Linked DNA regions of Mus musculus: all the other regions are linked to region 1. The links are chromatin contacts, called in public Hi-C, HiChIP or PLAC-seq, Micro-C and promoter capture Hi-C maps. All regions are on one chromosome and are shown on one strand. Each heading gives the region's core, a stretch centred on a gene start, on an enhancer-like site or on the middle of the called end of the contact. The rest is flanking DNA. Distances are from core to core; before and after follow the strand shown. Region 1 holds the start of Cyb561 (cytochrome b-561). Region 2 has its middle 25 kb from the start of Mettl2. Region 3 overlaps Tlk2 (tousled-like kinase 2 (Arabidopsis)). Region 4 holds the start of Tex2 (testis expressed gene 2). Region 5 overlaps Mrc2 (mannose receptor, C type 2). Region 6 overlaps Marchf10 (membrane associated ring-CH-type finger 10). Region 7 overlaps Ern1 (endoplasmic reticulum (ER) to nucleus signalling 1).

The links. Promoter capture Hi-C pulls out the DNA fragments that hold promoters and counts their contacts. A called contact is a pair of places that touch in the nucleus more often than the background predicts. HiChIP or PLAC-seq counts read pairs in DNA pulled down with a chosen protein or histone mark.
Region 2: a promoter capture Hi-C map of embryonic stem cells shows a contact between it and region 1, with 5 times the contacts expected there. The contact joins the enhancer-like site here to the promoter of Cyb561 in region 1. A contact is called at or near these places in 2 of 39 promoter capture datasets (embryonic stem cells and stem cell-derived epiblast-like cells), 3 of 115 datasets of contacts at active chromatin or transcription factors (all in embryonic stem cells) and 1 of 9 other capture datasets (embryonic stem cells).
Region 3: a contact with region 1 is called in a promoter capture Hi-C map of hippocampal neurons, with 7 times the contacts expected there. The contact joins the enhancer-like site here to the promoter of Cyb561 in region 1. A contact is called at or near these places in 8 of 39 promoter capture datasets (3T3-L1-derived adipocytes, the C10 cell line, embryonic stem cells and 5 more), 1 of 15 datasets of contacts at CTCF or cohesin (the NIH/3T3 cell line) and 7 of 115 datasets of contacts at active chromatin or transcription factors (the NIH/3T3 cell line, embryonic basal ganglia, embryonic forebrain and 3 more).
Region 4: a contact with region 1 is called in a Micro-C map of embryonic stem cells, with 2.4 times the contacts expected there. The contact joins the promoter of Tex2 here to the promoter of Cyb561 in region 1. A contact is called at or near these places in 3 of 39 promoter capture datasets (maxillary cranial neural crest, pre-B cells and stem cell-derived epiblast-like cells), 2 of 484 Hi-C or Micro-C datasets (embryonic stem cells and pro-B cells) and 3 of 115 datasets of contacts at active chromatin or transcription factors (embryonic stem cells, epiblast stem cells and pro-B cells).
Region 5: an H3K4me3 HiChIP or PLAC-seq map of forebrain shows a contact between it and region 1, with 13 times the contacts expected there. The contact joins the enhancer-like site here to the promoter of Cyb561 in region 1. A contact is called at or near these places in 11 of 39 promoter capture datasets (the HPC-7 cell line, HPC-7-derived erythroid cells, cranial neural crest and 6 more), 2 of 484 Hi-C or Micro-C datasets (bone marrow-derived macrophages and embryonic stem cells) and 20 of 115 datasets of contacts at active chromatin or transcription factors (SST interneurons, T-cell acute lymphoblastic leukemia, differentiating embryonic stem cells and 11 more).
Region 6: a Hi-C map of bone marrow-derived macrophages shows a contact between it and region 1, with 21 read pairs. The contact joins the enhancer-like site here to the promoter of Cyb561 in region 1. A contact is called at or near these places in 10 of 39 promoter capture datasets (the HPC-7 cell line, cranial neural crest, embryonic stem cells and 5 more), 1 of 484 Hi-C or Micro-C datasets (bone marrow-derived macrophages) and 16 of 115 datasets of contacts at active chromatin or transcription factors (SST interneurons, bone marrow-derived macrophages, differentiating embryonic stem cells and 12 more).
Region 7: a contact with region 1 is called in a FOXA1 HiChIP or PLAC-seq map of pancreatic cancer cells. The contact joins the enhancer-like site here to the promoter of Cyb561 in region 1. A contact is called at or near these places in 2 of 39 promoter capture datasets (embryonic stem cells and pre-B cells), 1 of 484 Hi-C or Micro-C datasets (the G1E-ER4 cell line) and 4 of 115 datasets of contacts at active chromatin or transcription factors (T-cell acute lymphoblastic leukemia, embryonic stem cells, epiblast stem cells and 1 more).

The regions. Positions count from the first base shown.
Region 1 is chr11:105,943,116-105,945,910 of GRCm38.p6, reverse strand. Cyb561 (cytochrome b-561) reads left to right here and starts at 1,424. Exons shown (of 6, transcript NM_007805.5): 1 at 1,424-1,800.
Region 2 is chr11:105,149,961-105,152,755 of GRCm38.p6, reverse strand. No RefSeq gene overlaps it. Among named protein-coding and RNA genes, the nearest start is that of Mettl2, 25 kb to the right of the region's middle. Within about 2 kb of position 1,370, at least 60 of the 459 cell types and tissues checked have an H3K27ac peak or open chromatin away from gene starts, as enhancers often do. A contact at or near this core is called in embryonic stem cells, where this site is marked.
Region 3 is chr11:105,260,723-105,263,517 of GRCm38.p6, reverse strand. The region is part of intron 16 of Tlk2 (tousled-like kinase 2 (Arabidopsis)); the gene reads right to left. Among named protein-coding and RNA genes, the nearest start is that of Mrc2, 31 kb to the left of the region's middle. Within about 2 kb of position 1,352, at least 26 of the 459 cell types and tissues checked have an H3K27ac peak or open chromatin away from gene starts, as enhancers often do. A contact at or near this core is called in the NIH/3T3 cell line, where this site is marked.
Region 4 is chr11:106,611,525-106,614,319 of GRCm38.p6, reverse strand. It overlaps Tex2 (testis expressed gene 2), which reads left to right and starts at 1,390. Exons shown (of 12, transcript NM_198292.3): 1 at 1,390-1,462.
Region 5 is chr11:105,346,592-105,349,386 of GRCm38.p6, reverse strand. Mrc2 (mannose receptor, C type 2) reads right to left here. Exons shown (of 30, transcript NM_008626.3): 22 at 2,794-2,795; 23 at 2,559-2,667; 24 at 1,914-2,152; 25 at 1,620-1,788; 26 at 1,381-1,527; 27 at 961-1,080; 28 at 610-789. Among named protein-coding and RNA genes, the nearest start is that of Mrc2, 55 kb to the right of the region's middle. Within about 2 kb of position 1,411, at least 22 of the 459 cell types and tissues checked have an H3K27ac peak or open chromatin away from gene starts, as enhancers often do. A contact at or near this core is called in SST interneurons, forebrain, heart atrium and 1 more, where this site is marked.
Region 6 is chr11:105,367,632-105,370,426 of GRCm38.p6, reverse strand. The region is part of intron 10 of Marchf10 (membrane associated ring-CH-type finger 10); the gene reads left to right. It overlaps LOC115487808 (a long non-coding RNA gene), which reads right to left. Exons shown (of 2, transcript XR_003949780.1): 2 at 396-2,795. Among named protein-coding and RNA genes, the nearest start is that of Mrc2, 76 kb to the right of the region's middle. Within about 2 kb of position 1,381, at least 8 of the 459 cell types and tissues checked have an H3K27ac peak or open chromatin away from gene starts, as enhancers often do. A contact at or near this core is called in bone marrow-derived macrophages, where this site is marked.
Region 7 is chr11:106,478,973-106,481,767 of GRCm38.p6, reverse strand. All of the region lies in intron 1 of Ern1 (endoplasmic reticulum (ER) to nucleus signalling 1), which reads left to right. Among named protein-coding and RNA genes, the nearest start is that of Ern1, 7.4 kb to the left of the region's middle. Within about 2 kb of position 1,362, at least 65 of the 459 cell types and tissues checked have an H3K27ac peak or open chromatin away from gene starts, as enhancers often do. A contact at or near this core is called in the G1E-ER4 cell line and pancreatic cancer cells, where this site is marked.

The DNA of each region.
Region 1 (2,795 bases), core at 175-2,674:
CCTGGTCTACAGAGAGTGTGTTCCAGGACAGCCAGGGTTATACAGAGAAAAGTCAATACCTCTCACAGATGCACGTGTGTACACGTGTGCACGTACACACACACAAACACACACACACAAGACCTGGTTACATTTGAGAAACGCTTAGGATCTATTCATGCTAAATTTCTAAGATAGAAATGTAACTAGGAATCCTGGTTTTCCCCTCAGCTTTCTGCACTGGGTAGCCCTGGGGAGAAAGAATGTGCCAGGTGGGAGTGGGTCTGCCTTAGGTCTGGCGTCCTGGTTATGAGGACAAAATTTATTCTGCTCGGTGCCTTTTTTTGCTCCTTAAGGCCTTTCGCTCAGAGACCCCCTCCCTGCATCGTGAGTGTGTGTGAGTGTATGTGTGGTCGTCATAACTCTAGTCTTTCCCATACTGCCACACTGGCGGTCAGGAAATGCACTGTGAAGCAGTCAGCTTGGAGACTTGAAGGAATGAGGTAGGGGATGATCCAACAAAGGACTCTCCCAACAGGAGCCTCCCCGGGTCTTGGAAGGCACTTTAAGACCAACACTTAAACAAGATTCCATCCTGCCAAAATCGGTCCCTCCTTTTCCTCCCAGGAGCCCAAATATACCCAGCAAACAATGAGAAATGGCTCAGCGCCATGTTTAGTTTATAAGCATGTATTTATTGCCTGCACCACCAAGGAAGCTGTTGCTTACCTTAAAAAGCCCATTAGCTTCTGCCAGACGAAAAGTTACCATAAGGTAATTCCGGTTTTTGGTTCTCTCTCAACCGTACACTAGACAGCATACCCACCCTCTAAGAAGGAGCCCCCGCCCCAATTCTGGCTTCTACCAGTGGGCAGCTCCCAGCATGCTGAGGTGTTCCAGGGACTGCCTTCACAGTCATGCTTTGCCTCACAAGGTAAAATACCCCATTTCTCTCCTCCTCTCCGTGAGTCTGGCCAGGCATCCAACAGGAAAGAACCTTTTGTTCCCAGCTTGTAGGAAGTCTGAGCTAGGCTCTTATCTATTCGTAGCATTTCCTGGATAGCGGGCCAGGATCTGCTAAGCTCCCAGCCTTGGTCTTGGCAACAGTCTTAAGTACAGACCTTGGCATACACCAGGTCTAGGACTTAAATGAGAAGTTGGAAGGACACAATTTACCCTTAGATTGGTGTCTCTGTCTCTCTCTCTCTCTCTCTCTCTGTGTGTGTGTGTGTGTGTGTGTGTGTGTGTGTGTGTGTATCCTGGAGTGGAAAAAATGGGAGGCAAACTGTATCAACAACAGTGTCTATGTGGTCAATGTGGCTGGTGTGCAGATGCGGAAGGGCAGGGTTATTCCCAGCCTTCCAGTAAAGTGTAAAGTGCCATCTCCGCCCACGAGGGCTGGAAGAGGTGACCCTGGGTTCCCGGAGCTGAGCTTGGGCCCAGGCCAGGCCTGACACCTAGCGGCCTCCTGGGTTTGGGCGTGGAGAGTAGCGAGCGAGAAGCTAGAGACCGGGAACCCGGGCGCCGAACCCGCGCCGCTAACCTTCCCCGCACGCCGGTCCCGAGCCAGTCCGGAGCCAGTCCCGAAGCTGCTGGAGTTCGGGTCCTGAGTGCGGGTCGGTGTAGCCGAGGTGCCCTACCGAGTGCCGGCGCCTGGCGGGACTTCCGGCGCAGGTGACCGTCGCCTCCTCGCGCGCGCTACCGCTTCCCCGCCGCCGCCCCGTCTCCATGGCGACGCCGTCGCGCCGAGGCTCGTGGAACCTGCCGAGCGTCCGGGGCGCGGCGCGTGGACGCGCGCAGGCCTGGCGGCGGCGGGACAAGGTAGGCGACGGGGAGGTGGGGAGCCGAGTTCCGCGCGGAGGGGCGGAGGGGACTGTGGCCAGGTGAGGCAGGGCTTCGAGCCGCCCTTCCGCGCGCACCTGCCCGCACCGACCCGGCGCTGCCCGGCTTGTCCCCTGACGCGGGTGTTGTGCTGCTGGCACCCGGCAAGGCAGCCGGGGGAGCGCGGGCCGCGTCTGCCCGAGTTAGAATGGGGACTGCTGGTGACTTGAATTCAAGTCCAGGGGCCTGCGGCTGTACTGTAGAACAAAGTGGGTGGGAGTGGACCAATCTGCATTCGCCACGACTGAGCTCCCACTGTCCCCGCGGCCGGTCCCTGCGCTCAGGTGCGGGCCTGGTGGATCCTCTTTCTCTTCTTCCGCATCCCACCGTCCTCGGGCAGGATAACTAGTTCCTATCCTGGCAGAACGCCTGGCTTCGTGCTTTGGCCTTGGAAGTGACTCAGGGGCGGAACTTCTCGGAGAGAGGGATCTGCTGCCGCCTCTGACTCCTGGAGTGGTAGCCAGGCCACCTCCCCCTTTCCGGTCACTTCTCTTCTTACCCTTACCACCTTTCCACAGGCGCTGCAGCACCACAAGTCACAGACACTTTTGGTTGCCCTTCCTTTTTTTGTCTTGGCAATTTTCTTTAAGAAAAGCCCCATCTCCGATACCTGAGTTCTGTCCGCTTCTTAACAAAACAAAAAGCAAAGTGTTCTCACCTCCCTTAGATACCTTGATTGCTCCTCAGCACTTGGATCTGGGAGGAAAATACTGGACTGCTCCAACCCCACCCCTTGTAGGAGGAGCTCCTGGAACCAGAAGTAGAGTTGCACACAGATGCCCTGCCCTGCCATTGTCCCTGGGTAGGCAGAGCCCAGGTTTCTTGAACTTACAGACATCTGAATGCTGGGATTAAAGGCCATGCCAGGCCTTGCGTTCCATTTTCTAATCGCCTCACAATTAATTAGAGTACAAGTGGGAATATGAAATTTCAGA
Region 2 (2,795 bases), core at 121-2,620, 790 kb after region 1:
CTGTGCCCTGGGGGGCCGTGTGGGCCTCTGGTGAAAGGGGCACACCCATCTGACACGTAACTCTGGCCCGCTTGGGTGGTGTTGTAGTAATTTGAGCTATCTCTGTGTTCCATGACCATTGCGACTGACCGGTCAGAGATGGTGTCTCCCGCAGAACTAGTGAGGGTAACCTTTAAAGTCAGTGACAAAAGCAAGTGACAAAGCCAGAGTGTTCCTCCTGCTTTCCTGTTAGTGTCTGTGGTGCAGAAAAGTGTGTCTCCTAAGGACCAGAATTCTCTAATCTGATCACAGCACATTATCGCACACAAGAAATTAAACCACAAAATTATCTAACATGAACCTAAGGCCTCATACATGCAAAGGAGGCATATCTTCACTGAGCCACGACTCTAGCTTTATGGGTATCCCATCTCCCCTGCCCCCCCCCCGCCACCCCCCCTCCCCCCCACCCCCCACCCCCACCCCCGCCCCGTTTCTCTGTGTAGCCCTTGCTATCCTGAAACTTGCTCTGGAGGCCAGGTTGGCCTCGAACTCAGAGATCCACCTCTGCCTCTGGAATGCTGGGAGTAAAGGTGTGCGCCACCCTCCCCACCCCCACAGCCTTGTGGCTATTTTTTTTTTTTTTTTTTTTTTTTACTTTATATTTCAGCCAAGTTCTAGGCTCCCTTGACAAGCTGACTATCCTTCACTCATCCCTGCTGGACTTCCAGACCTACCCACCTTCAGATTGTTCTTCCCCAAGGACTGACTGGTCCGAGGGCCAATCGCTGGTGGGGCGGGAATAGGCTGTGGGGGTGAGCTGGAAGGTGTTAACAAGGGCAGTATCCCCCGGGCCTCGTGGAAGCACAGTCACTTCCTCCAGGTGCAGAAAGCTGAGCCTGCGGCTTTAAACACAGTGCCACTGCAGCCAGCTTCTAGCAGCAGGAGCCTTCATTACCGCCCCCCCCCCCCCCAGGCTTTAAGGTATTTCCAGTTGGAAGTGCACCTGCCCTACAGTGGGTCAGAACAGAAACCTCAATGCTTTTCTCCCCCATCCCAAGAACGCAGCAGCAGCAGCACCTGCTGCTTGCCCTGATCCTCCCACCCCCCCATCACTGTCCACCTCTAGAGCGTGGGTATTCCGTAATCCCCACACCTCTTCTCCCAGCAGCACAGCTAATCGTCAAGCATGATCAGGCCGCTCCTCTCAGGCAGCTTCTCATAGTAATGAGTGTCCCGGCTCTGGGGGGGGGGGGGGGGGGTACCTGGCGGTCCAGCCTTGCCCTTTCTTTTCAGCTTGCTCAGCACTTCCGGCCCGCTGTTAGCTTTGAGTGGAGGCTTCCCACCCAGGGGCTGTTGGAGCACGTGCTTCAACCTCAACCTGCAGTTGTGCACCCTGCTGTCCTCTTCTCAGTCTCCTGACCGCCAAAGCTCCCTGGCTCACCCTGTGTGGAGCCTGATACCTAGAAATGGCTTCCTCCCATTTTTAAGCATCCTAGGGAAGGACTTGATCCGCCAGAAAGCAGGTTACAGGCAGAAACAAGAGCACCAGAAAATCCCTTGTTCCTTTAGGGGCTGGAACCTGGGAAGAGGAACGTGCGCAGGCTGTGGACCGCAGTCTGCAGTGTGCTTGGCTTTTTATTGGGAACTATTTTATTTTTTTCAACATAGATTTCCTAGGAGAAAGAGGAGGAGGGGGAGGGCTGAGAAAAGAAGACAGATTTCTTCCCCTCATTTCTACTACCTGACTCTAACTAGTTAATCCTGTTTTAGTGTCCTCTCCGCACAGCCTCCAGCCTTAGCTCTTCCTGCTGCTCAATCCATGGTACAGACTGCCATCTTGGTGACTCCTCCCCTTTGTCTGCCTCTTAGTTTCAGGCTGTGTCTCAGGCCTCAGAGATCGCCACGTGATGCCTACGGGTGGCTGGCATCTGCACAGCTCCCTCTAAGCCTTCAGGTCTCCTGACCCTCTGGGTGAAGCCATCATTGGGGGTTAGTTTCCCTGATGGTTTCTCACACTCTGCCTCCTGCATGAGCAGCACCAATCCTACCTGTGTACTGGTTACCTGTGTTCCATTCTGTCTGTCTTTCCCATCCTCAATCTTTCCTGTCCTGCTGGCCCACCCCACCCCCCACCCCCTGCCCTCATCCACTTTTCTTTATTCTCTGTTCTCCCTTCATCCACTCTCTTTCCAGGGAGAGGTTTTATTTGTCATTTTCTCTGTTCTCTCTCTCTCTCTCTCTCTCTCTCTCTCTCTCTCTCTCTCTCTCTCTCTCTCGTTTCTTCTTGAGACAAGGAGGTCTCTCTCAAGTAGTCCAGGCTGCCCTCAAACTCACTATGCTGTCAATGATGACTCTTCCACGTCTACCTCTCAAGTGCTGGGATTAGTCATCCCATCACGCCATGCCAGGTTTATAAAGGCTTGGAGGGAGATGTGCAAATGCCAGCCACCCTTTGCTGGAGGTCAAAGCTAGGCAAGAGCTCTCCTCAACCCTTGGAATGCATTTCTCAGTATCACCCTAAGTGCCTTGTGTACTGTTCTGTGCTGTAGAATATTTGATTACACTGGGAACCCCTGTGATCATACTCTGAGATTGTGTTATTTACTAAAAAACAAAACAAAACAACAACAAAACCCTTGTCTAGTTGTGGTGTGGCTTGGCCCTTGGCACACACCTTTAATCCCTCTGGCTGGAACATAGACATGCCCTTAGTACAGACCTTTAATTCCAGACAATGAAGGTAAAGTTTGTAGAAGAATGCATACATGTTTGAAAGTGATGTCATATTGAGTGGCAGATAAAGTGACGAATCA
Region 3 (2,795 bases), core at 103-2,602, 680 kb after region 1:
TTATGCATTTATAATCCTACTTGCAATATACAAATGGAGGCAGGAGAAGTTAAAGGTTATTATCATCTAGCAAAATGCTAGCCTAGCATACTTAAGACCCTGCTCTCAATGCCCCTCTCCCATCCCCAAGAGGCAGGAATACAACTCAAAATTTAACACAACAAGAATGTTTTAAGCTTCTTTTTAACCAAATAAATTATTTTGCTCCAAACAAAAGTGGGAAATCTCCCCCAAATAGAAAAACAATTTAATAAGACCTTACTAAGCAGGGCAATGCTTACTAACACTGAAGCATACTTCCTTTTCAATGTTAATCTAATGCTAAATTATCAAAGCACGCTTCAAAATCTATTATGTACTTGACCCAAGTTCAGAGAAGTTAGACACTTAACCAACTCACCCACTTTTAAAAACAGATTTACTTAGTGAACTGGAGTGACAAATGGTTTAAGCACCATGTGGGGGCTAGAAAATACACTCAGGTCCTTTGCAAGAACAACCAGTGTCTTAACTAATGGGCCATCTTTCCAGCCCCAACTTCAACTTATCATTATTTATAGCATAAAGCTCATAGCAGGATTTCCTATCACTTAGTTAAAATCAAATGTGGAAGTGTTAAAGATTTCTTCCCAGGCAAGACTGGAGGTCATAAGAACACCCCTTTCCCAATATGTCAACTGAGAAATGGCTGACAATCTCAGGTGCCACGATCCTCCCCTTCCCCCAAGAGGAAACAGTGAGAAGGTATAATAGACACACAATTCTAGTTAGAAGACCAAAGTTTAGACAAAGGAGGCAGTGTCTATCAGTCATTCCCTTTCTTCCTGATTTATTTTCATTTATATGTATGAACAAAAGTCTATGTGTATGTATGTGGGGGGGGGGAGATATCAAGGTAGTGCTGTGTGTGTGTGTGTGTCTGTGTGTGCCTGTGTGCATGTGTATCTGAGGAGGCTAGAACAAAGTGTCAGGTGCTCTGGAAATTGAGTAACAGACGAATATGGTGCAGGGAACTGAACTCAGGATCTCTGAAATAGACAGTGCTCTGAACCACTGACCCATCTCTCCAGCCACTTCACTTGATCTAATTCCAGTAGAAATGAGAGAAAGACAACCACTTGGCTGGGCATGGTAGCACATATCTAAAATCCTACCATTAAGAGGAGACAGAGGCAGAAGAATTGCTGTAAGTTTAAGGCCAGCTTAGTCTACACCATGAGACGCTGTCTCAAAGAATGTAAAACTAAAACTAAAACAGAACACCTCAATCTATAATCACGGAGGCTCAACCTGCTTGCCAAGAGTATCGAGAAGGAACCAGGGCCTAACTTCCTGCAGTTCCTCTGGTATGCAGTGTCACAGTTCTCTTAAGGTCAACAAGAAGCTAGATCTGAGTCTATGACTTTGCAAAATATGTACAGGTCCCAGCAGAGAAAGTGTTTTCAAGGTTGACCTGGTCCCTAGAAACACTGTTTTACAGTAGCTAATGACAGGTATTTGTAGAGAGATGCATATCCTAGATCAATACCATTAACTATTCTTGTAAGTCTCAATACAACACAATTTTCATTTATAATTGGTCAGAATATGTGGTTTCCTTCTCAAAAGTGTTTTTGGCATTCACTGCTGCATGCCATATATTCCTGACGTCAGGTGACTGGAATGGACTTTTAATAATGTATCTGGCTTCTCAGAAACATCTGGACTGCAGCTGCTTGTCATGTGAGCATGTGCACACAGGGAGTTTTACACAAGGCATTTATCATCCCTTGTCCTACCTCTGTCTAAAGCCTACTTCTCTCATGCTGAGTTCTGTTAGTGTGGAACAGAAAGACTTCCAGTTCCCTGGAGCACAGTAGGTTTAAAGCAAGACTGTTGAGGAAATATCTAACCTTCCTCTTAAGACTTAGGAAGTTAACTAAAAGGCTTCTTCAATACCTACTAATTTTTTCTCCTTCAAAGTCTTATGAGAAAAAAACAAAAACAAACATCTAAACAAAAAGCAAAACACCAAGGCCAAGGCTATTTCTGTAACTCAAAGCATTTGTTATTATCAAAAGGGGCTCGTCTTCTCCTTTCAGGGACAGAACCTGCCTCACTCAATATTCCTATCTATCACAAGGAGACAAAATTGCTCAGTGGGGAACGTATTAGCAAATTAAGTCTGGAGATTCCAAAACAAATGAGCCATGAACGTCAGTATTTAGAAGCTCAGGAGGGAATATGACAAAACCTGGCATTAGTGGAACAAAGAAATCCACGGCTGCATATGTAATAACTATTCATTCCAAAGAAACCACCCTTTAGCCCCGCAATCCCAAGGACAGAAAAGAAAAGGGATGCCATTTTACTGGCATTCTCAAGACAGGCAACCACAGGAAGCAGAGCACTACAATCACAGAAATTTGAAATATGAAAGTGGACGGGCCACAGGAAGGCACACTAAGACTCCATTCTTCCAGACCCACTGTCTCCTTCCCAGTTGACTAAGGGAATTATCACTGAGTTTCTACAGACAAACAATAGTTTCTAGGACCTAGTTTACTGTCTCTAGAAACAACAGGAGTCAGAAGCACAGGCTCCGAAGTGGATGGCTGTGTTTAAACTCAGCTTCTAATAGTCTCAAGTTCTGTAAGTAACAGTTTTATCATTGGTAAGACATGGAGTATATTCTCTTTGCTGGGACAGTAAGGAAGATTAAAGAAAACTGTCAATAATTCATCCAAAGCACTTTCAAAATGCAAACACCCAGGCTGGAGAGATGGCTCAGGGGTTAAGAGCACTGACTGCTCTTT
Region 4 (2,795 bases), core at 141-2,640, 670 kb before region 1:
ATCATGGATTTTGATTGTACAGAGGAATCTAGCTTTATTTTCCGCCGGTTGAGTTTTAATTTCACAGCAATGAGAGACTCGAAAGAGTATGGCCCCTAGCCGGGCGTGGTGGCGCACGCCTTTAATCCCAGCACTTGGGAGGCAGAGGCAGGCGGATTTCTGAGTTTGAGGCCAGCCTGGTCTACAGAGTGCGTTCCAGGACAGCCAGGGCTACACAGAGAAACCCTGTCTTGAAAAACCAAAAAAAAAAAAAAAAAGCATGCCCCCCCAGAGCGCCCCCTACTGGAATCTCCTGGGGAAAGAATGTTGAAAAATAAACGGCCCAGACCCAGTCATTGCAAAGTTGAGACATGCTAGAGTCCTCTGGGATGGGCTGATGCTGAAGTTTGGGACCCACTCATTTAGAAGGCAAAGTTGATAAGCAAAGACACTCTCACAACCTGCCCCTGTGCTATGAGGGACCTGCGGGACCTGCCTACCCTCTGCCCCCTCCACCCCTCCCTTTACCCTGTAAGGAACTGATGGGTGTAAAAATAGCCTCCACCATTCCAAGCACATTTTAAGCGAGAACTCATTTTTAAAAGTCACCTTCCTTTATCTGGGCCCTAGACACGATCCCTCTAAGGTAAACTTATGTTATCCAGGTGTAGTGGTGTATGCCTATAGTCATAGCGGTAGAGGCAGAGGCAGGAGGCTAAGAGTTCAAGGCTATCTTCAGCTACATATCAATTCTGAAAACAGCCTAGTCTACAGGAGACCCTGTATTAAAAAAAAACCCAAGATCATAATATATGATATATTTACGTCACACGAATTCTAGGCGCTAATTCTACTAATCAGTTTGCGATTGGTTGTTACGGTCAGGTGTGGAGGAGGAGCTCAGACATCCAGTTTCTGGAACTAGCAGGGATTGATAAAGTCCGACGTCCTCCTAAGACCTCTGTTCCTAAGAATCTGCCTAGCCAGACAGTTTCCCTCACGGCTTGGAGGCACTTGTTGCTAAATTGCAGGAAGAGGAAATTAAGAAATGCAAAGAGCTGGGGAAAGCGCCTCAGTTTCAATTGGGAGAGTGCAACGCTCGCTCCTCCCACTGGGATTCTGCCAGGTAACCCGCAGTTTTTCGCGGCCTCCCCTTCTTTCCAGTCCGCAGCGCCGCAGCCCCTTTAACAGCCCTGACCGATCGCTGGCCGATCCTCCAGGCCCGTCGCGGGCGCGCGGCACTGGCTGGATTGGTCATGTCTGGTGCGCGGCTGGCCCCGCCCCCTCCGCCCTGTGGTTGGGCGGTGGGGGCCGCGGCCGCGGGGCGGGTCCGCCGGCGGGGCGGGACGGCCGGTGCCCGGGGGCGGGCGGGCAGCAGCACGGCGGCCCCAGCCAGAGCCGGAGCTGGAGCTGGAGCAGGAGCCGCGGCGGCCGCCAAGTACGGGCGCCGGTGTAGTAGGATGAGGCAGCCAGCGGATCCGGGGTGAGCGCGCTCCGGGCCAGGTGGGGCGACGGGCGGAGCAGGCCCTGACTGGGTGGCCCGGCTACGGGACACCGGCAGCTCCCGCAGCCGTTGGCGCAGCGGGGCTCGGTCCCTTCCACACTACCAGGGCTCGGGACGCCGGCATGGGTGGCCCCGGGAGAGACCTTCCCTGCTTGGGGGCCGGGCAGGGCGGAGTCGCCCCGGGGCGGGAGGTGCAAGCCGTCAGGTCCCAGCCTAGCGTCCGCGGCTCGGTGTGGGTCCGGGAAAGCAGCATTCACACGCTCGTTGAAGGAAAACACTTGTCACCTCTGTGCGTGGGGCCCTTGCCGTCCTCCGCCCCCTGGGCCACCGTGGGAGAAGCTTGGGAATGGAGGAGCGCGGTTACTTTTGCGCGAATCTGTCAGTGGCTGTCGGCGCCTCGCTTGTTTTTCTCCCAACTCCTGGCGGACACCGGGGACCGAGGGGTGGCTTGTGTGCTTTCAAAGGGAGGTGGCGGCGTACCAAAAACCGGGGAGATCGGAAGGTTAACAAGTGACATTGGGCTGAGGCCTAACGCTAGCTGCCCCGCTGGGAGCATGGAGATGACGGTGGTGGAGACCGGGGGACCGATGCAGGGACAGGAGCTGCCGGCTCCATTGCACCACATGCCACTCCGGAGTGCCGACTCTACGCGCGGGAGTTGGTGCAAGGGAGTTTTTCCCCCACTGAAAAACGATTTTTGGAAAACTTAGCCCCTCAGTGGGTTGATGGTTACCTAAACCATCAGTTGTTATGGTTACACGGCATCAAATTTAAGGGCAAAGTCTGTTAAACACCCTCGCTCTTTTTTTTCCCCTTAGAGCTAAGGAGTACTTACTTTGTCATTAGATTTCATAGATGAGGAGGACATATTTTTTTAGAGTTAAAGGAAAAGTGTGACAACCTGAAGACACAGGTTGTGTCCTGTTCCGGTGTGAGGTCCAAATGTCTTGACACCATTGCTCAATTGAGAGGAATTGTCTTTTCAGGAGCTAGATTAAATCCAAAGAGAAAGTGAATTGTATGTGGAAAATAACAAGGGAAACTGAGGGACAAGTGATCTCTGGCGCTTGGGGAAGGGAGTTTGAAGGGTCTGGATTTATTGGCCGGTGAGAAACGTTTCTGTTAGCTTTTCCCAACCCTTAAATGGTTTCAGTATCTTTTCAGAGTCTTCCAAACAGATAAATGTCTTCAGGCTACGAGAATGAAGCCAGAGTGTGGCTGATCTTTGCTCCTTGGGCTCCCAGGGAGGGGACATGAAGGCTTGGAGAGGGATAGAGGAGGGCTCTGGGGGACTGCACATCCTTGTACGTGT
Region 5 (2,795 bases), core at 162-2,661, 600 kb after region 1:
GGTGTGTGTGTGTCTATGTATGTGTTCTTATAGGTGAATATAAGCAGATACTTGTGAGTGTGCATGTGCGTAGAGGTCAGAGGTCAAGGTTATTGCACTGTGTCTTCCTTGATGCCTCTCTACCTCGGTGTTTTGAGGCAGGGTCTACCACTGAACCTACAACGTATGGATTCAGCTCATGGCTGGTGAATGAGCTCCAGGGGCCTATAAAACACAAATACACGTCTCCCTTTCTGTCTTAGGGTTACAGGTGATGGCACTCAATGTTGGGATTTTATTGGGGTGCTGGGAATCTTAACTCGGATCCTGGTGCTTGCGTGACTTTACCAAATGGACTATATCCCCAGGCCTCAGAGTCAATACGTGAGTGTCCAGGGCTTGACCATCCCTTGTCCCTAACCACTATAGAATGATGGGGCTTGCTGTCCTCTGGGCTTATGTGTACTTTGGAAAGTTGAGGCCCTGCGTCAGTCCTTGCTGCAAACTAATGTACTTGATGCCCTCCGGCCAAAGCAGATGCCCCTGTATATCAAGTAACCCTAGACCCAGCTGGACATCCAGCTGTGAGTCCAGCTATGGGCCCAGCTGTTGACCGAGATCCTGGCTTACCTCTAGGGAGCTTGCAGACAACTCCCATGGTGATGTTGGTACAAGCCCCGGGGCGCCACAGTCCGCTGCTGCTCTGGATCCAGTAGCAGCTGTTGTGGCTTAGCATGCTAGGGCCCAGGCCAGGGGGCCCCCAGTTAGAATAGTTCACAGCTGTGTTGTCTTGCCAGACCAGCGTGCCTCCTGTGGAAGGAACCCATTGGGAAGGTGTGGGAATGGGAATAGGTGGAAGGGGGGTTTCTAGGTGGGAGGCGATAACCACGATCCACTGCTGTACTTTCACAAGCCTGGAGACAGTGGTAAGCATCCCTCTTGCAGCCTGAGCCCTTCCCTTCCCGTACACAGAGCACCCACCTTTGGGGTTGAAGTTCATGCCCAACCAGGCACCTCGACTTTGGGCTTCAGCTGTCTGCAGGTGCTCCCAGACAAACACATTCTCCATCTCATCAAGAATGGACAGAACCGTCCCACCAGCTGGACACAAAGAAAGCCCATGTCAGGACAAGCAGATTCTCCTTATGGTGATAGACCCCCCCCCCAAACTACTTCCCCCCCCTCCCGCTTCACAGCAACCCCGGCACTCTTCTCTGGCAGCTCAAGTGCAAGATGGTGTGAATCTCAGCACTTGTGGACCGTGGGATATTCTGTAGATGACACAACATGGTCTGTGTATTAAACAGCGAGGGGAGCTTGAGATAAGTGCCTATAGGCAGAGGGGAAGTTCTTTCTCCAGGCCTCAGAGTCCCGGATCTGGGCTAGGCTGCTCTCACCCACCTTTCTGACAGCGCTGCAGCGCCTCCTTGTGGCCCAACAGCACCTCCATGTGGAAAGAATAGCAATGCTCCCTGAAGGGAATCCAGGACGAGTCAGCCAAGCCCTGAGGACAGCTGCCACGGTAGTTTATCCTTCGGGGTGGGGGCCCTGTTGGAGTGCAGAATTGAAGACGTAGCCCGAACATCTTCCCAGAACCACCTGCACCTGCGCAAGCCTTGGCCCTCACGGGTGGTACTCACCCCTGCTCACCCCACACACTGCCCCCTGCAGCTTGGTATCACAGCTGGTGGTGCGCCAGGTTCCATCCACATCCACGTAGGCACAGCCTCCCGAGTGCTGGGGCTCCTCATCTTGCCAGCTCACATAATTCAGAGGCTCCTCTGAGAGCCAGGAATACCTCCGTGAGCCCTGGGTATTAGGTAGCCATAGGTGAGAATAAAGGGAACATACTCTCAAGGTGGAAGGAGGAAGTGAAATCAAGGCAGAAGGTAGGGTGGGGGTAAGCGAGGCAAAATCTTGACCTAGGAGCCCACCTCCTCACTGGCCAGCCCGATCCACAGTGGTGTTTGCAGCCCCCGTGCAGCCTGTGTGAGGAAGGCTTGTGTGTAGGGATCGGGCACGTGTGCCAGGCTGGCATTTCGGCTCTCACACAGCAGGAGAGCATCTTTCCAGCGCAGTGGCTTCTGCAGCAGCCGGAAGGTGTGGTTGAGATAGGAGAGCTCAGCGCCCGGGGCAGGGGGTGTTGCTGCTGGGGATGGGCTTAGCGAGGGGTCTACAGGGAAAGGGGGCAGGACTCAGACCGAGCTCTGCCCCATCCACCCTTACCCCATTCCCAGGTATGAGACTAAGCTAGGGAAAACCAGACATCAGACTCAGAGCAGGTCTCCACTGGGGATGGCCAGTCGCCATCCTTATCAGTGAGCTTTCTATTTGCTAACATGCAGAAGGAGCTGGAGATGCCTTGACGTTGAACCTCAGGGGTTCTGACCCTAGACATAGCAGCATGTCACACACACACACCCCCCCCCCCCCCGCAGACCACCTGCTTCCCAAGCAGATACATGACTCTGGAGGGACCTCTATGGCCCCTGAAAAGAGATTCAATGTTTGGTTCCTTCTGGACCGGCCCAGAGCAGCTAGCCAGTGCAGGGGTGTCTCTGTGTAGCAGCTGCGTGTACCTGTGCCCTTCTGGCAGATGAAGCCATGCGTCTCCTCTGTGCAGCTCCGATCATCCCAGCGGCCAGTGAAGTGGGCTGAGGGGCTGTGCAGGATCACCGCACAGCTGGTCTGGGGGAAAAGGCTACTTAGGGGAACCTCAGTGGCTGCCCCATCTAAGGACAGCTGAGGCTGGAAGGGCGAGGTAGGGGAGAGGGGGACAGCGACAGAGAAAAGCACTGTGGTGTGGGTCCTCACCG
Region 6 (2,795 bases), core at 132-2,631, 580 kb after region 1:
CATAGCAATTTCAAGGCTGGCCTAGGATGTGAGACTCTAAGAGAGAAAATGCTGAATTTATCAGCTTCCATTGGTTACAGGAATTGTAGGCCCATTTTGACTTTTTCCTGGGTTAAATTTCTTCCTCAGACCCTGAGTGTTCAATTAAAAACAAAACAAACAAACAAACAAACAAACAAAAAAAAACCAGGCTGGGTTTCTGCCAACCTGTCTTTGGAGGAATCTCATCCTCTCTGTGACCCAGGCCTGCCCTTCTGTAACCTCCCATGGTTTTAATGGTGACATAAATTCTTCATAGAAATATTAAAAAAAAAAAAAAAAAGGAAAAGGAAAAGGACCAGAAGCAGGAAATGATCCTTTGTTAACATTTCTGTGACTTCATTTTCATAATCCCATATCTTTTAAAGAACTTTTTTATTACACATTGAACTTCAAAGCATCTGGGTTGATGTGGGTCACAGATGGCCAGCAAACAGAAGCAACATCAGCCAGTGAGGCCACAAAACAAACATGCACAGACCCGACAGTGCAGTCTCGTGGGTGGAGATCAAGGCCCTACAGCATCGCATCGCAGGAAACTTCTGGCGAATCGCTCTGGACGAGGAATAAAGTGGTGTCAGAAGCAAGCTGGGAACCAGAGCGGAAGGGACCAGTTTCTCACACTTAACCAGCTCACATTTAACTTGGGAAGCCTTGAAATACATCTCACCCACTCCAAGCATGAAGCAGTGACTGGTTATAAACAGCCCGTGAAGAGGTTTCCACGGGGGCTGGAGAGACAGCTCAGCGGTTAAGAGTCGTGTTGCTCCTGAAGGAGACCCACATTAGCATTAGGGGGCTCACAACAGCCTAACTCCAGCGCTAGGAGTCCAACACCCTCTTCTGGCCTTCCTAGTCACTACACTCACACACACACACACACACACACACACACACACACACACACACACACACACAGAGAGAGAGAGAGAGAGAGAGAGAGAGAGAGAGAGTACATGTCAAAGAATCCCAAAACCTTCCTTGATGAGGAAACCCGTGTTGAAAGCAGACACACACACAGACCAGATCCCATTACAGATGGTTGTGAGCCACCATGTGGTTGCTGGGAATTGAACTCAGGACCTCTGGAAGAGCAGTCAGTGCTCTCAACCTCTGAGCCATCTCTCCAGCCCTCAATCTTTTAAAAAAAGAAACATCATCACGAAAACAGGAAGCTAGTAGAGTGTCAAATCCACTTGCTTCTGGATTTTGTGTCGGGATTCCCAGAACTGGAGTAGGTAGCCTTTGGCAAAGGGGATGGACTGAATCCAGAAGAGACGCCTCACTCCTTTGCTAGCGGGACTGGAGAAGTTCCCCATAGCAGGCTTCTTGCTTGTGTCATGATGAGACCCTGTGACACAGGCTCTCAAGGGTGGTGACTGTCACTTCCTCAATGCAGCATGCACTGTGCTGTCCTGGGGGGCTGAGGTGATAGATCACTTTCCTATCAGTGTGATAAAATACCTGGAAAAAAAAGACAGACAGGAAGGCAGACAGACAGATAGACAGCAACTGAAGGAAGGATTTATTTTTGGTGCATAGTTCGAGGGGACATATATTCAACAGAGCAGGAAGCACGTGGTGGTGAGCCCAGCTTGTCTGAGGCGGCAGGATCAGGAGAAAACCCACTCACATCTCAGCAGACTAGAAAGCGTAGAGAGGTGAATAGTGGCTTTTCTCTTTTAACGTTTTGTTGTTTGGTTTTTTGAAGCAAGAGCTTTCTGTGTATCCCCACTTGGCCTGGAACTCAATATGTAGACCAAGCAGGCTGGCTTATGACCTCACAGGTCTGTCTGCTCCCCCCTCTCTGTGTTCTGGGAGTAAAGGTGTGTGCCACCATGCCTGATTCCTTTTATTCTTTACTTAGTCCTAGACAACAGCCCATGGGATGGCTCTACTCCCATTCAGGGTGGGTCTTCCTCCCTCACAGACACACCCATGATGAGCCTCATTAACACCCTAGGTGTTTCTTAATCAAGCCAGCAATGGGAACCAACTCTCACAGATGAGACTCAATCAAAGAAAGTGACTGTATGTGATACTCTGATGCCTCCCTTTCTTTGAGGATCTTAAGATCAAGTTGAGAGACAAAATCCATATCTCTATAACGTTGGGGGTCCAGGAGTCACCTCACAACCCACATGAACACCAACCTCAGTCAGAGATGGATTGTTTGTGAAGTATAGGCCCAGGGCTGGTTGATCAGGGCCACGATCCAGGCTCAGGAGCTGAGTTAAGATCCTACAGGGCTTTAAGCCTAAAATCCACCAACATCTGGGCCAAGTTATTCCACTAATCAGGATTTAGGGATAGGGATTTCCTTGGGAACACGTCTTTGTTGTACACTTATGCTGCCCTCATTGGTTGGGGTATTCAACTGAGGTAGGGGACTTGCCTTGTCTAACATTCATGTCTTAACTTGCCAACCAGGATGTCAGTTTCCCACATACATGTCTCTGCCAAGTAGGATGTCAGTTCCCAGGGAGGTCTTAGGAACTTAAACTCTATTCAACCACTACTCAGAACAGAAGTCTTATTCCAGACAGTTTCTTATATTGGTGCGGGTGTCTCTCTTATGTTGGAGGTCCATCCCAGGGGTAACTTATAAAATCAAATACCATAAAAGCTCACACACAGGCGCAGGAAGTGCTGCTGGGTAGTTGGTTGGGGTCCAAGCTTATTGTGGGTAACTACACAAAGCAGTTCTGATTTCTATCGTGATTGGTTTCCAAGGGCACAGGACATAACAGAATATG
Region 7 (2,795 bases), core at 113-2,612, 540 kb before region 1:
CCTTTTAGAGGCTTCTGTTCTTTTTCCTGGTTTGTCCTTGCAGCTGTTTTTCTTAGGAAGATGAAAGTACCAGTTGACAGCAAACTTATTACTTTGGTAGTTTTTTTTCCCCCTCTACAAACATACCTGAACCTGTTCTTCAAAAGAAATAAGTGTCACTTTCAAAATAATTGCTTCTTCAGGGTCAATTTACAGTTATACAAATCTGTCTTCCCGTGGGCAGTGGTGGCGCACGCCTTTAATCCAAGCACTTGGGAGGCAGAGGCAGGCGGATTTCTGTGTTCGAGGCCAACCTGGTCTACAAAGTGAGTTCCAGGACAGCCAGAGCTACACAAAGAAACCCTGTCCCTGTCTTGAAAAACCAACCTTCCCCCCCCCCCAAAAAAAACCCCAAATCTGTCTCCCCTCCTAAAGAAAACCCCAAATCTGTCTCCCCCCCTTAACATTTTGATTATAACAATTATAACTTTCTAATCATGTAGTTTACTTATCTACTATTAAGTAACTTTAAAAATAACATAACTTTTTTTGGGGGGGGGGCAGGGTCTCTCTGTATAGCCTTGGCTGTCCTGGAAATCATTAAGTAGACCAGGCTGGCCCTGAACTCAGAGATTCTCCTACATCTTACTCTTGGGGGTGGGGTGGGATTAAAGGTGTGTGCTACCATAATAACTTTATGCACCAAAATAACTTTAAAATTTTTGTTTTGTTTTGGAGACATGATTTCCCTATGTAGTGCTGGCTGGCCTGGGACTCAAAGTATAGACTAGGCTGGCCTAATCAAACTTGTGTGATCTCTTGTCTCTGCCCCCCTAACTGGGATAAGATGTCCTGCCAAAACAGTTTTAATAACCCTAAACCAAGAAGGAATCTTTTTAAAAATACATATATCTACTCTTAAACCAATTATCCTTATATAACTTAAAACAGCTCCCAGTTCTTTCTAGCCGTCACCAAATACAACTTCTACATGAGTCATATTGCAGTTTGACCACAACTGCTACTACTTTGTTCGCAGTTTATTGCAAACACTTGGGTTAGATTTTTACTTGTTTATTAAAGTGTTGCAATCTGACCCACCCTCAGATCATCAGGACTTCCTCCTGCTTAGGGGATTCAGAAGTATAGTCGTTGAAAGGATCCTTGTTTCCAAAAAATGTTAGAAATGTTTCAAGCTGCAGTAACATATATGAATCAATGTGTACACTCTTGGGGTTTCTGGGGTCAGTGTAGAAGACAGGTCCATTCAGTCTTAGCCATCTGACCCAGTTCATCAAGAGTGCAGTGCCGGTCCCTCAGTGACAGTCGGAACCCTTGCCCTCTGGATAGAGGTTAGAAAGCCAGGGTCAGGGAAGTCTGGTCATCTGTCCTGGGTTATATGTGAACCTTTGAACCTGATCTTCTTGCTTCTCTACAGAGAGCTGTCCACTACCCCAGCCCTTTGCAGTTCTTTGGTCCTGGGGCTTATGTTAAGTCTGAGGAGGAGACTAGGAGGTTGCCATGAGGCTCTGGGTTTGAAGGACCCTCGGGTAGGCTTGCTGGTAAGCTGGAAGTGCTTACTTACTAAATGTGTCTATTCCTCCCACATGAGCTGTGGCCGCCTACCCTGTGCTGTAGTGTGGAGCTTCAGCATGAGCTACACATGCTGCCTCACTTCATCTGGGACGCTCCGTCAGGAGACAGGCCATCTTTAGTGGGCTGACCCAGCTTCAGAGGGTGAAGATCAAGAAACCACTAGGCCAGATTTGCAGTTTAAGCTCATTTCTTTAAGGTCTAATAATAACCAAGCAGGTGCATGTTTTTCAGTAACTTTTTGCCTAGTAATGTGTCTGAAATATCAAAACTGAAAACTCACGTCGTAGAAGTCCTGGACAAAGTTCTCATTAACAACCCTGCCAAAGTCTTCACCAGGAAACCCCACCTCCCAAGCAGTTTTGTCACCAAAGTGGGCCTGTGATGACAGGAAGGACCTGACCATGGCAGTGACCCTGGGACCACAGAGGAGGGACTCAGATTAGTCTAGGTGAACCAAGGAGAGTATAACGGGGGTGAGGAAACAGGAAGGTGCCCTGGGCTTGTGTGTGTGTGACTTCTTGCTGATTTATGCTAAAGCCTGAGAAACAACCCTGCCTTGCTTTTATATTTTTTATTTCTTGCCTCCTCTATGGAGTTTTGCATGCTGTGTTAGCCATACGCACTGTAGTATAGGCACTCAGCAAATAAAGATTGAATTTCCCCTTGAACTTTGTTAAGGGTCCAGAAAGCAAGGAACTATTTTATTTTATTTTATTTTATTTTGGAGACAGGGTTTCTCTGTGTAGCCCTGACTTTCCTAGAACTCCCTGTGTAGACCAGGCTGGCCCATAATTCAGAGATGTGCATCCCCAGTGCTGCCAACACTGCCCAGAGCAAGGGGCTGCTATTTTAACATAAAGCAAATGGCTTGTGGATTTAGGGTTGAGATGGGGAAAGATGTCACTTTGGTTGTCTCTATTCTATAATCTTTAAAAGGATTTCAGTGATAATGTACACTTTTATTCAACTAGAGGGCCTTTCAGAACATTTTCTTGAGCTCTTCCTGTCGGCACCCATGGGGTTAATGGGGGTGATCAGTGCAGTCCATTTCATTCCTCACTCAGCGTGAGTTTCACTACTAAAACATGATCCTTGATGCAGGGTTGTCTTCATGTATTAAACATGATTTCATTAGATTGTGGACTAATTTATAATTATAATTCAAAACCATCTTGTTCTGGTGGATTATCTCCCCTCCCCCACCTCAGATGTGGGGACAG